Regions from separate parts of the Zea mays genome. Here region 1 is linked to region 2. Evidence: chromatin contacts called from public Hi-C data. All regions are on one chromosome and are shown on one strand. Each heading gives the region's core, a stretch centred on a gene start, on an enhancer-like site or on the middle of the called end of the contact. The rest is flanking DNA. Distances are from core to core; before and after follow the strand shown.

Evidence for each region. A called contact is a pair of places that touch in the nucleus more often than the background predicts.
Region 1: a contact with region 2 is called in a Hi-C map of leaf, with 5 times the contacts expected there. The contact joins the promoter of LOC100279826 here to the promoter of LOC100192524 in region 2. A contact is called at or near these places in 3 of 25 Hi-C or Micro-C datasets (ear, leaf and tassel).

What each region holds. Positions count from the first base shown.
Region 1 is chr4:247,457,389-247,464,469 of Zm-B73-REFERENCE-NAM-5.0, forward strand. It overlaps LOC100279826 (Bax inhibitor 1), which reads left to right and starts at 4,700. Exons shown (of 6, transcript NM_001152780.1): 1 at 4,700-4,941; 2 at 5,230-5,373; 3 at 5,579-5,670; 4 at 6,040-6,226; 5 at 6,330-6,485; 6 at 6,579-6,881. The coding sequence starts at 4,798. The coding sequence ends at 6,635.
Region 2 is chr4:247,071,974-247,079,036 of Zm-B73-REFERENCE-NAM-5.0, forward strand. LOC100192524 reads left to right here and starts at 5,745. Exons shown (of 8, transcript NM_001137744.1): 1 at 5,745-5,887; 2 at 6,324-6,381. The coding sequence starts at 5,819. It overlaps LOC100273306, which reads left to right. Exons shown (of 8, transcript NM_001147747.2): 5 at 952-1,115; 6 at 1,196-1,283; 7 at 1,497-1,550; 8 at 2,469-2,964. The coding sequence ends at 2,555.

The DNA of each region.
Region 1 (7,081 bases), core at 3,450-5,949, 380 kb after region 2:
GCCGCTAGGCGGGTCGAGGCTGAATCCGAAAGACGTGGGTTGGGAATCGATCGGTACCTCTTGGTCGACGGGCGGTGATGAAGTCACGTCGGGGACTGACTGCACCGTCGTCTCAGGTACGAGGGTGACGTCCAGCAAGCCTTTCGCGAGCGCGCTGGCGTCGTCCGTTTGCCCGGAATCGGCGCGTTGCGGGGAGACAGCGCTCGTCTTCGTCTCAAGCGCGAGGTCGATGCCCGGTGCGCCCCCCGTTGGGGTGCTGGCGCTATCGACTCGCTCGATAGCCGATGAGGCGCTGCCTCCTGCTTGGCCTTGGTTGCCCCGCCTCCCCCTCCGTCGGCGGGGGAGTGGGCGGGGTGAGCTCGAAGGTTGTTCTTCCACCACGCGGGGAAGACGTCGTCGATTCCGCCGCCGGCGGGCGGGCTGTCGGCCGCCATTGTCGCTGTCGCCCGGCGGTGGAATGAGTATCATGTCGTAGCTGCCGTCGAGGGACATGAACTCAAGACTCCCGAAATGGAGCACCGTCCCGGGTTGGAGAGGTTGCTGGAGACTGCCCATCTGGAGCTTGACGGGAAGCTGTTCGTCAACACGCAGCGTGCCCCTACCTGGCGCGCCAACTGTCGGCGTTTCGAGACTGGGGGGGTCCCTAAGCCGACGAGTGAATGTCGCCGCGTGCCTCAGCCCAGATGGGTCGACACGAGGCCGAGCGCGAAGGGGGGAAGTGAGGTGGCCGGAGACAGGCGTGAGAGAGGTGGAAATCCTGCGGCCTTCGTGTTCGTCCCGCGCCCAGGTCGGGTGCGCTTGCAGTAGGGGGTTACAAGCGTCCACGCGGGAGAGGGAGCGAGCGACTTCAAGCGAGCGCCTGTCTCGTCCTCGTCCCCACGCGGCCAACCCCCTCTAAGAGGGCCCTGGTCCTTCCTTTTATAGGCGTAAGGAGAGGATCCAGGTATACAATGGGGGATGTAGCAGAGTGCTACGTGTCTAGCGGGGGAGAGCTAGCGCCCTAAGTACACGCCATCGTGGCGGCCGGAGAGGTTTTGGCGCCCGGTTTGTGTGATGTCGTGGTCGTCGGAGGAGCGCTGGAGCCTGGCGGAGGGACAGCTGTCGGGGCTGTCGAGTCCTTGCTGACGTCCTCTTGCTTCCGTAAGGGGGCCGAGAGCCGCCGTCGTCACAGAGTATGCGGGGCGCCATCATTGCCTATCTGGTGGAGCGAGCCAGATGGGACGCCGGTCTTGTTCCCCGTGGCCCGAGTCAGCTTGGGGTAGGGTGATGATGGCGCCTCCTGTTGACGTGGCTGGTCTGCGCCCTAGGTTGGGCGATGTGGAAGCTCCTCCGAAGCCGAGGTCGAGTCTGTCTTCCGTGGCCGAGGTCGAGTCCGAGCCCCTGGGTCGGGCGAGGCGGAGACCGTCGGCTGAGGCCAGGGCAGAGTCCGAGCCCTGGGGTCGGGCGAAGCGGAGTTCGTCGTCTTCTGGGGCTGAGCCCAAGTCCGAGCCCTGGGTCGGGCGGAGCGGAGTTCGTCGTCTTTCGGGGCTTAGCCCGAGTCCGAGCCCTGGGTCGGGCGGAGCAGAGTTCGTCGTCTTCTGGGGCTGAGCCCAAGTCCGAGCCCTGGGTCGGGTGAAGCGGAGTTCGCCGTCTTCCGGGGCTTAGCCCGAGTTCGAGCCCTGGGTCGGGCGGAGCGGAGTTCGCCGTCTTCCGGGGGCCGGGGCTTAGCCCGAGTCCGAGCCCTGGGTCGGGCGGAGCGGAGCTTCCTATGGCGCCTGCGGCCGGGCCTGACTGCCTGTCAGCCTCACTCTATCAAGTGGCACCGTAGTCGGAGCGGCGCAGGCGGCGTTGTCTTTCTGTCAGGCTGGTCAGTGGAGCAGCGAAGTGACAGCAGTCACTTCGGCTCTGTCGACTGAAGGGCGCGCGTCAGGATAAAGGTGTCAGGCCACCTTTGCATTAAATGCTCCTGTGATTTGGTCGGTCGGTGCGGCGATTTGGTCAGGGTTGCTTCTTGGCGAAGACAGAGCCTCGGGCGAGCCGGGAATACGTTAGCCGCTGGAGGGGGGCCTCGGGCGAGGCGGAGATCCTCCGGGGTCGGCTGCCCTTGTCCGAGGCTAGGCTCGGGCGAGGCGTGATCGTGTCCCTCGAATGGATCGATCCCTGACTTAATCGCACCCATCAGGCCTTTGTAGCTTTATGCTGATGGGGGTTACCAGCTGAGAATTAGGAGCCTTGAGGGTACCCTTAATTATGGTCCCCGACAAATACCATCACATATTAATAGATTTTTCATATTTCGGATTATTAAGTCTATTCGGGTTTTAAAGGTTAGGAACCGAATCCGAACTCATACCCCGAAATATAGCACATATAGGAACCGAATTCGAACCCGAAAACCCGAATAGACCGACAATTCGGTCTATTCGGATTCGGTAAGTTTGGGTTCGGTTTTCGGTTTTAAAATGCCCACCCCTAGCCAGCAGTCAGCCCGTGGATGAATTCGTCCATCGGGTCCACCCACTCACTCGCGTTTGTATGCTGGTTTTGGCAGGCCACTGAAGCCCAACGACGCAGGGTCTCGACGGCCCGCTTTACGACACTGGCTGGCTGGAGCCTAATATGAACGAGGGTCAAATCGCAAATCACACCACCACCATGTATGTATGTGTTGCTATAGAATAATCTGTATGGTTTGACTTTACGTGACTAGAGACTAGACCAAATCATGACCGGGACCTTTTTCCACCTCTTGTGGGCTAGAAAAAAAGTATATATGGATGAAAATTATGTGTAGGTAGAAATCATACGTACGAAGATATACACCGATAGATCCTGGAAAACCAATGAAGGTACAATATAATTTAGGTCCCGTTTGTTTCCTTTTATTTTATGGAATTGGAATCTTACTATTAGAATAAGCTATTTTTTTAGAATGTGACATTCTACCACTTTCTAAAGTTATCATATAAGTCTATCTCAAATTCATGGGTTGAGAGATGGAAATTGATTCTATAGATTTACATACTATTTTTCCGATGTACAACTTATAGCACACTCTTCTACTTGCTTCGTTATAACATGAATGTAGTATATAACTATCTCTCTCATATTATTTAAGATAATATACAAATATATTATATAAATAAATATATAAACTTAATTAGTTTTGTCTAAATTATAATTATTAAAATGGAATTCAATTCCAACGAAACAAACGGGGCCTACTGGTTTACAATGTAGATTATCCAATTCTTTAATGGTGATGACATTTCTTGGCTGGCTTCGCCCCTACTAGCTTAATTGGAATGGAAAAGTACGTGTGGTTAATTACTACTCGATCGATGACTATCTTTAATGGTGATGACTAGCTAGCTCCCGAGCCACAGCGAATAGGGATGGCAATTCTGCTCGCGGGCACGAGTATTCGCAGGTTTCGTACCCGATGGACATGGATACGGGTAAGAAATCTCGCCCATGGGTAAGGATACGGGTAAGATTTCTCACTCGCGGGTAATTGACGGATATAAAATTTTGCCCGCGGGTATTACCCGTTACCCGCTTAATTTAATAGCCCTTCAAAATATCGCCCTATGTGTTCATTTTATCCTAAAACATTGTGTTGTAATAATTAATATCTTAAGAGTTTGAGACTTATGTTTGTGGATGATCGGTCATGTTTGTAGACTTTGAAGTTTGAACTATGTTCCTTGTCATTATATTATGTCTGTCAAGTTGTTGATGTTCTTGGTGAAATGAACATGACCACATACTCGTATGGTAATTTCTGGCGGGTAACGGGTTGCCCGATATCCTGCGGATACGGGCACGGGTCGAAAATTTTACCCGCAAGCTCTCGCGGGCACGGATAAACACTAGAGGCGCGGATATGTTGGCGGGCGAGTAAATGTCTTACCCGCACTTTACCCGACCCGCTGCCATGTCTAACAGCGAATCTTTGCGCCTGCCGTTGTTGTGGTATGCATGGCATGGCAGGCAAGTCGTGGTGGGAAGCTTCCTCCCGAGCTGGACCAGAACGCCAGCAAGAAGCCGGCCGCCGCCGCCGCCGCCAGCAGCGACCGTACGTCGGGTTCACCATCTCAGAATCTGTCGAGGCACTAAAGCATTGCCTGGACCTGGTCGGTCGATCGACACAAAGCAGCAGCATGCACCTTGGTTTTTCTGTTGGCGGCTGTGGCGCTCATACAACGAAATGAAGAAGGAAAGGAAACAACCTATCATATGCACTATCAGAACGCAGTTGAGTATGTAGTTGACACTTAGGGTCTGTTTGGTTTGTAGCTAACTGTGCCATACTTTGTTCTAGGTTAGTCGTCTGAATTGAAAAACTAACCTTAAACATAAAAATTAGATAAAATGTGGCAACTTAGTCATCAAACTAAACATGTCCTTAGTTCCCCCGCCCCCGCCGCCGATTCAGAGGCAACACCCGCCACCATCATCGAGGACGTACGAAGGGCGATCGAGAGGAAGCAGCCAGGCGATGCTTCACTTGAGTCAAGTGCACGCCAAGCAGAACCGGTATGCATGCTGTGTGTTGGTGGGGTGTTCCTTCGCGAGAAGTACCAGCCCAGTGCGCGGCCGCTTCCTTTCCTTTCCTTTCCTCGCGAATCCCACCCACCCAGTCGGCCACCCCCACCCCCACCACCGCACCCCACGTATATAAACCGCCTCGGCCCCCGCGGCATTCTCCCAGCCCAAAGCCATAGCCACCCACGACACGACTCGATTCCCAGATCCAAATCCATCCATCCATCCGCAGCGGGCAGGCACACACACACAGGCTTTGCGTTGGCAGGGATGGACGCGTTCTACTCGACCACCGCCTCCTCCACGTCGTCGGCGCCGTACGGCGGCTACGGCGGCGGCGGCGAAGGCTGGGGCTACGACTCGATGAAGAACTTCCGCCAGATCAGCCCCGCCGTCCAGACCCACCTCAAGCTCGTAATATACGCCCCCCCTCCTCCCGTATATTCCTTCCTTGCCGTTGAGAACTGCGAATGCCACCGGTTGGATTGGAATGGATGCATGATTCGTCGTAAGGACACGATTCGATTAGAATAATTACAATACGTGGCCGATATAATCGTTTTAGCAAGCCGATTCCATTCCATTCGTTGCGTTTCGGTCACGATTTAGTCTGCTCGAGAGACGACAATTTGATTCAATTATATTCTAATCTGATCTGACCTTGGCTGTTGGTTTCGATCGGTTCGCTTTTTTTTCCTGCAGGTTTACCTCACCCTATGCGTGGCGCTGGCCTCGTCGGCGGTGGGCGCGTACCTGCACGTCGTCTGGAACATCGGCGGGATGCTGACCATGCTCGGCTGCGTCGGCAGCATCGCCTGGCTCTTCTCGGTGCCCGTCTACGAGGAGGTCCGTCCGATTCGTCTCTCCTTCGTCATCAGTTCACCTACCTAGCTTCGCTCGCTAGCACATGCACAACCCGATGATGACGACCATTGCTCGGCATCCCCTGCGAGCCGTGCAGGCATGCGAGCGACGAATTTGACAAACGAAAAATGTCAATTCTCTCTATCTCACACGCTGTGTTGCCCTGATCGGTCGTGCGTGCGTGCAGAGGAAGAGGTACGGGCTGCTGATGGCGGCTGCCCTCCTGGAAGGGGCGTCGGTTGGACCCCTCATCAAGCTCGCCGTGGAATTTGACCCAAGGTAACGACGAAACGAACCTACCTAGCACCGTATACCTGTCTCTTCGGAAACTGTTTTAATCAAATCAAACACTGCGAGCTCGATCACGCATAAGCTGTACTAGTAAAGAAATGTGTGCCGTTATTGACCGCGCGCGACATACTGTTCCTATGGGATGTCAGATGTGTGCGTCGCTGTCCACTACTGTTCCTCCTGGCCGCAGTTTTTCTTCCGGTAGTAACTGGGATAGTTCAGAATGAGTGCTATAGAGGCAGAAATTCGTGATTGAACTGCTGTTGTTACTGCTCATCTCCAGCTAATTTTACATTTTCCCGTGTACTGACGGCAGTAGTTTTTATTTTCTCCCTGTTTCTCTGCTTGTGTTGGCAGCATCCTGGTGACAGCGTTCGTGGGGACTGCCATTGCGTTCGCGTGCTTCTCTTGCGCGGCCGTGGTGGCCAAGCGCAGGGAGTACCTCTACCTGGGCGGACTGCTATCTTCTGGCCTCTCCATCCTGCTCTGGCTGCAGTTCGCCGCCTCCATCTTCGGCCAATCCACTAGCAGCTTCATGTTTGAGGTGGGAGATCATATGGAACATATTCACTGATGGCATGCAGATCTGTGGAACGAATATATGCGCGCGGCGCGGCTTAATTAACTTGAGTACTTTGACGCTGCAGGTCTACTTTGGGCTGCTCATCTTCCTGGGCTACATGGTGTACGACACGCAGGAGGTCATCGAGAGGGCGCACCACGGCGACATGGACTACATCAAGCACGCCCTCACCCTCTTCACCGACTTCGTGGCTGTCCTTGTCCGCATCCTTGTCATCATGGTGAGAGCTATCTACTACTGAGCATTTCTTTTGGTGACATGAATTGGTGTACGGTGTCTGATTGACCGACTGAACTGCTGGTGTGCCATGCAGCTCAAGAACGCGGCTGACAAGTCGGAGGACAAGAGGAGGAAGAGGAGGAGGTGGTGAAAATCTGTGTGCGAACACAGCACTCAAGGGAAGGGAAGGCCACTGGTGCGTCTGAAATGAAGCTCCCACATAACTAGGTGTATACATACATATATAGGAGCGAGGAGTTACTTTGGGGTGGAACTGAACTGTGCAAGTGTCGTTCCTTTGTTTTCTCTTGCTCTGTCATCAGTGAGCCTGTTGATAGTTTTGTCCTGTCCTGTGAATGAATGTGACAAATCTCCACCAGTTTAGCGTCTGGCATTCTGACCAAATGGGAGGCACTGTTCCATCCTACTACTAGCAACACGGCTTCGTTTCAGTTTCTTTAGCTGCAGGACAACTACGTAGATCGAATCTCCACTGTGAGCGTTTCAGCGCGCCGCTACAATCTTCATCATCCATCCTCACCCAACAATTTTTTTTTTGCAATTTAGCTCTTTTCGGGTTTTTTTGCACAACTATAC
Region 2 (7,063 bases), core at 4,495-6,994:
TTGTCATGGCATGTTTGAGTCCTGGCAAATGAATGCCGTTACTTGTTGATGAATGTGGCAAAATGCTTTCGTTGTTGCCTTTGTTGGATAACTCTTCAAGTGTTTCAGTTTGTTGGGTCACATGCATTAGTGTTTTTGTCATGGCGTACTGATACCACTGCCTGACTGGCTTGCACACTTTTCGTATTTGTGTGAAGACTATTTGTAACTGCCAGCAACGCCATTGACATGTGCTTTTCTGTAGTCTGCCTCAGGATTGTTTACTTTGTCCTGTGCATACAACAGAGCAAGTATTGAAGCTATACAAAATGGAAAGAGAAATACATATCTAAATAGGCCTTTGTATGAAACTGGAAAGGATGTTAAGAATGAAGTTCTAAAAGAATCACTCATGTGCTTGGCGATAGACCGATATTGCAGTTGTAGTGATCATAACACATCATAATTACCAGTTTGTTAGCCTGCATGCATGTGTTTTTCTTTTCATGGCGTACCAGTACCACTGTCCAACTCATTTGTGCGCCTTTCGTATTTGTGGGAAGGATATTTAGTAACTGCCGGTAATGTCATTCATGTGTGCTTTTCTGTAGTATGCCTTAGGATTGCTTACTTCGTCCTGTGCACACGACAGAGCAAGTGTCGAAGCTAAAAACAGAACACATGCTTATGCATATACATATCTTAGTAGGATTTTGTATGAAACTGCAAAGGCTGTTTTAAGAAGGAAAGTTCTAGAAAAATCACTCTTCTGCTTGGCAATAGTGCAGTTCTTTTCTAGAGGTCACATTGTTCTTGTTCTTGGGTGATTTCAAATTTAGTGTTGTCTTTGACTTGGCACAAACACCATTGGGGCTGGCATTTACATATGATAGAACTGTTACATGATGCTCCGCATGTGCTCCTTTCCTTTTGAGATTTTGATCATTTAATTGGAACTGAACTTGTTATTAGGTGGTGACGCTTTGGTATAGAGCGCCTGAAATCCTTCTCGGTGCAAGGCATTATTCCACCCCTGTTGATGTGTGGTCAGTTGGTTGCATTTTCGCTGAAATGGTGAACCAGAAGGCGCTTTTTCCTGGCGACTCTGAGATCGATGAGCTGTTTAAGATTTTCAGGTCTTATTTACAAGTGTTGGTTCAAACTTCAATTAGTTTGTTGCATGTTGCATGTTTGAGATTCTCTTCTACCAATGCAGAATTTTGGGCACTCCAACTAAAGAAACATGGCCAGGCGTTGCTTCGTTGCCTGATTACAAGTCAACTTTCCCAAAGTGGCCACCTGTGGTAAGCAATAAACAAGTTCCTTTTCGTTATTGCAAACAGTGGGTCAAGTGGTATAGGGTTTTGAGTTGCCGGTGTGGATGAAAACTTGTGACGTGTTCTGCCCTGTTAATCTGTATGGATAAGTCTGGGATCTCCTTTTCTGCTTGTGTATGAGGGTAATTCAACATTACAGTGGTTACGGTATTTGGCTCTAAAACAAGGTTCATGCTGTAGGATCTTGCAACGGTGGTCCCGACACTCGAACCGTCGGGAATCGATCTCCTATCTGTAAGTCCGACTCATGAATTATTTGTATTCTCTACTTATGTTTAGTGTTTACTTATGATGTCTGCTTTTCCATAGTCTACTAGATCGCCTTCTGCTTCTTGCCCATGACATTGGGTTTTCTTAGTGAGTGTAGATGGCACGGCTAGGGGTGGTAATGGATCGCGATCCAAATGCTTCTTCATAAAATGGTAGGGCCCTAACTAAATTTTAGTTAAAAAATGAATAGAAATAAGGGCCCGTTCCTAATCCGATCCTTGAATCTTATAGCGTAAAATTTAGAGACCCATAGGCACGGCCTTCTTTGTGGGTTTAGACGAAGGCTAGAAAAAAGCTGTTTGCGTTTGAGTCACCCAAGGATTCATCCACTGGGAAAAGTGGGAAATTAAAACCTAGTGACAAGTTTTTACCCTTTTAATTTATTGTGGTCGTGTCTCCATGCACTTAAAACCCTTGCGTTACTGAGGCTGCACCTTGCAGACATTGCATAGCAGGCTAGCAGCGTCCTAGTGCTGTTATTTTAACACCATGTTATTTGAAACCGCGTTGCTTTTTGTACAACTGCCAGTAGTAGTAGGGTTGAATTGAATTCCATCCTTTCTATGTAATCCCCTCTGTTCGAAAATAGCTGACACTTTAGCAATGAATCTGGACAAACATTTTAGTTATGAGTCTGGACGAATGTTTGTCCAGATTTATAGCAGAAGTGTCAGCTATTTTCGTTTTACACGTCCACGTGCTGATTTGCTGTGTGTCATTGCCACAGAACATGATCAGACTGGATAGATGGGTTGCATTATTTGCTTATGCTAGGCTTTCATGTTTCACTGCCCCGAATTATGTGTGATCGTATTATGGTGTCTAGTACTCTGTACCTTGATGTCGCTGACTTGACCTTGCCCCCCCACCGCCTCTGTGCAGAAGATGCTGCGTCTAGATCCCAGCAAGAGGATCACCGCCCGCGCCGCCCTCGAGCACGACTACTTCAGGGACCTCGAGCACGCCTAGCAGGATATGGATGGATGGATGAACCGTTTCCCCTCCCCTGCTCCCTCTGTAAATTACGGTAGCAGCCGCGATGCTTGGGGCCGGCGAGTACCCCCGTCTGGGCGGCCGTTGAGTTATGTGTGTTACTCTATAGTATGACTAAGCTGGAGTGCCTCATGTCCACCATGCAGTGCAGCTTTTTTCTCCGACTTTTTTTTGCTGCGTAGAGAAATGAGATGAGAAATGTGATCCAGAGATCCTTGTGCCATGGGAGACCTAGTAGTAGACTAGTAGCTATGTAGGTGTCGGCACTGGCCTCTCTTGAACCTGTATGATGGCTGGAGAGAGAGGAGAGACGGCGGCTTCTCTGGTTGATAAGTTGGTCCTGGTATGGTGTGCTTGCCGCCGATGCACGTCATGGTCTTTCTTCCTTTCTGATGAGGACTTGGGGTGGACGCCGAGTGAGTTCGTGCTCATGCACGGTTTGTTGGCCATGCAAGCTGAAGCAGCTGCAGCAGAGATTTTGGATGCCTGGTTCTATTGCCGAATTTTTTACTATTTAGTTTTTTAAAAAAGAAAATATGCCAACAAAATATATGTGGGCTGCGATTTTCCTGGCGGCAGACGTGGTAATGTGGCAGGCAGCTCGGTGCTTGGCACCATAAAACACGACACCGTTATCAGTGGCGCTAAACTGCTTCCAAATGTTGGGGTGTTCGTCCCTAATTATGTCACACTTTATATAAAAATATCTCCAAGAGTCTAAATATAATTTTAGCTAAATTTAAAGTTTTATGACTCTAAGAACCTAGATATAATCTTAGCTAAATTTAAAATTTTATGAGAATAGTAAAAAAAAAAAGATAGCTATCTAAACACATACTCTCTAAATTATCTATCGATATTCAAATCATAGCACATCTCGATGGCAGGAGGGTGTGCAGGAAGTGGAGCACACACATGAGGGAGATGGTGGAGCACACACATGAGGGAGATGGCGAGGCGGTGGACGTGGCAAATATGCCTAGCGGCGTGGATGTGATACCAAACAGGATAGACTAGTGAGTAAGATGAAGAGTTTGTTGGATCATATTTTAATCACCAATTTTCTATTTTTACCTATACTAATAGATTTAGCTAGGTTTTTGGAGTTGCTCTAAGGTCAGTCTATTCGAATTGAAGAACTAATTTTAGATAAAAAGGTGAATAAATTATGTTAAGTTAGACAACGAACCAGACAGACCGCCAACCGAGTTTTGGCCTATTCCTCTATTTCTTTGTCTATATCGGTGGTAGAAACGATCATGCCATGTTGCAATGGTTTTTATTTATGATATATTAGATTATTTTACCTTGAATTGATGCTGATATTGTACAGACTAAAAAAACAAAAAATAGCTATTGTACATTTGTACTATCGCTCAGTCTTTGAACCATTTGAAGCAACATGTTTGATTGACCTAGCGATATACATACATGGATGTTACGTGAAACAATATATGTCATGTGAAAATCTATATGTGCGTAAAGCTAAATGGTCTGGCCATTAATTCTAACTCTAATATGTCTCGGGAAAATTAAATAAATCACGACTTCAAATGGTATGTAAGGTACGATAGGTACAAAGAGCTAAATAGTTCCGTCACTAGTCCGTACATGTATTATATAAATTTATTAAATCACGACTTGTAATGACATGTGAGAAACTGTAGCTACGTAAAGCTAAATAGTTACACCACTGACCCTAACACGCTTAAGAAAATTAAATAGATCATGACTAAAATTTAAAACATCTAGAGACATAAAGGTACATATTTTTTAAAAAAATATTAAATAAAAAATATGTTCTTGTTGAAAGTGGAGCGGATGGCCAAAAAACGGTATGTTTGGTTCAGTTTTTTTCGGATCAGTTTTTCTGAAAAAAACCATAAACAAACAGGGCCCAAGTAAACAGAGTGAGAGCTACGCAGCATACAACTTTTTTTGCAATTTTTATCAGCATATTCGCTTGGCTTTAAACACATCATACAACTTTTGTAATTATTTTTTAGTATGTTTGTTTGGTTTTAATTTATATTAACTTTTACCGCTTCTACAGTATTTTGTCTCTATATATGGCACATATAACAGTCTAAACAACTAGCTTTCATCTGAAGCGAATAATCTTATCTTTATCCATCGATGGGGCAAGTGTGAGTTGTGCCTGTGCATAGAGCCTCTAAATTGACGGGACTCTATTTTTTCTTTGGTCTATTAATAAACAGCAAGTAGACGTCAAAACCACCACTACTTTTTTGTATGTTCGTCCGTCTCACGCTGTGATGATTATATTAGAATACAATTACATGATGATTAGATTAGAATACAATTACAACGAAGAGGTTGACACTTTTCTCTTAGAACATGACGTCACAGTCTGAGAATATGAGGTCAACATTGTATTTACTCTTTTAACATTAATATTTGATATGAAATAATATACATTTAAGTTATTTAAGTGATTAAAAACATGCGTTAGTTATACGGGTTGATTCGCTCCGAAGCTGCATATTACTGGAGACAGTCGTGATCTCTATTAATGGTAGAGCTAAACAAAATATTCGTAACTCGTGGTTAGCTTGATTCGGATCATTTTAATTTTGTCATGAGCTGAGCTAGCATTTTAACTCAGTTCGTTAACGAGCTAACTCGTTAGTTCGAATGAGCTAGTATTTATCATCAAAACAAAGACTACACTTGTATTGGATGGACAAATAGGTGATAAACTATGTTAATTTAGGATTTTAATTGATGTGATATATGAAATTATGAGTGTTATTACTCTTTTCTAGTGTTAAATTAGTATAAAATTAATTAGCAATTGATAAACTATATTCGATTATTCATATCTATGTGAATTGAATGAGATTGAAAAAAACTATATTTTTTGACTTGTTTAGAAATTAAATCCACTCAATTCACATGGAGAAACGGACCTTCAACTCCAATCCGCTTCGCATGCGGCCCCACCAGTCAGGCTAACCAGTTTACCAATCTGACGCCGTCACAGGTCACACCGTCTTTACTAGAGAGAGCGCCAATCCTCCCCATCCCGACCGCCGCCCCCACCTCCTCCGCGGCCGCCTCGCGGCGATTCCGTCCGCATCTGACCCCGATCCCAGGGGCATCGTCCTCACCTCCTCCGCCAGCTGCCGCTCTTCCGTCCTCTTCCGCAGCTTCTGCGTGGGGAAGAGGCGGTGGCGGCCGAACCAGCGTAGTCGTCGCCGACGCCGCTGCCAGCCGCCATGGAGGCGTACAAGCTCTGGGTGCGCAGGAACAGGGACCTCGTCCGATCCCTCGAGTCCCTCGCCAACGTACTCCCCCGATCCCGCTTCCCGCTCTGCTTCCGTTCCGTCATAATCGTTTCGTGCTATCCGTTGGTTGGTGGTGGGGGCCGGTGATGCGCTTGCTAGTAGGGATGCGTGCCTCGCCTCGGGTTCGTTGAACTTGAATCGCACGGTCTCGTGGTTGGTCGTGGGTTACTCTACTCGGTTCGGTTGGGTCGTGCGCGAATTCATGTGATTCCGCTCGTCCTTGCGACACCATGCCCTGTTCCTTACCACGGTCCACGGATGAGTACTGGTTTCGCGTTTCCTTTGCAAATTTCTCTTGGTTCTGCTCTACGTTTCTGGTGCTTGTCTTGAGGACTTGAGGTTGCAGATTCTGTATCGCAGCTGGTTTAGCTAATCGATATGATATATGAGGCCTAGGAGTTGCCACTTTGCTTATGCTTGCTTCAAATCTTTTCAGGGGCTCACATGGATACTCCCCGAGCGCTTCGCCAACTCTGAGATCGCACCGGAAGCAGGTGATCTCAAGGATTCTTCCTTCAGTTGGGAGTAACATTTAGTTCCATTGTGTGGTTTTTGCTATCTGAATATATTGCTGGTCACACATATGTTTGCTGGTCACACATATGTTTGCTGGTCACACATATGTTTGGTGTCTCATAGATTTGGATTTTGAGCTTTACCAGTTTCTTATCTTTGTGATTGCAAGCATTTAAGCTTATCAAACTGTGTGAGCTGGTATGATTTCGAAATAGGATGTGCAACTTCCATGCTGCAAATATACTTGTGAGGTGTGAGCTGCTAGAAGTAGAATTTGCTGAAATTGTTATAAAGAGGCATAGCTCATGTATCTTGTGATATCCTGCATTTCCTAGTGACTGTTAAGATATATGAATGACAGGCGTGTGAAGTTGACGAGTGCATGTTGCTTGTGATTTCACGTGTCAAAGCCCCCTTTTTTCCATAATTATTAATAAGTGACATTATATAGGGAACATATAACAGCAAAAAATTGGCAACTGTATTTCCTATTGGGTAATGTTTCCTATATTGGTGTTACCGTTACTATAAATGATTTCCTAGGTCCCTGCAATCTCTTGTCGGCATGCACAGAGTGATACATGATCTTTAGTGGTTGAGGCCAAAATGTGATCCATATTATTGTGCCAAAATAATCTGTTTGTTACACTACCACCCAAG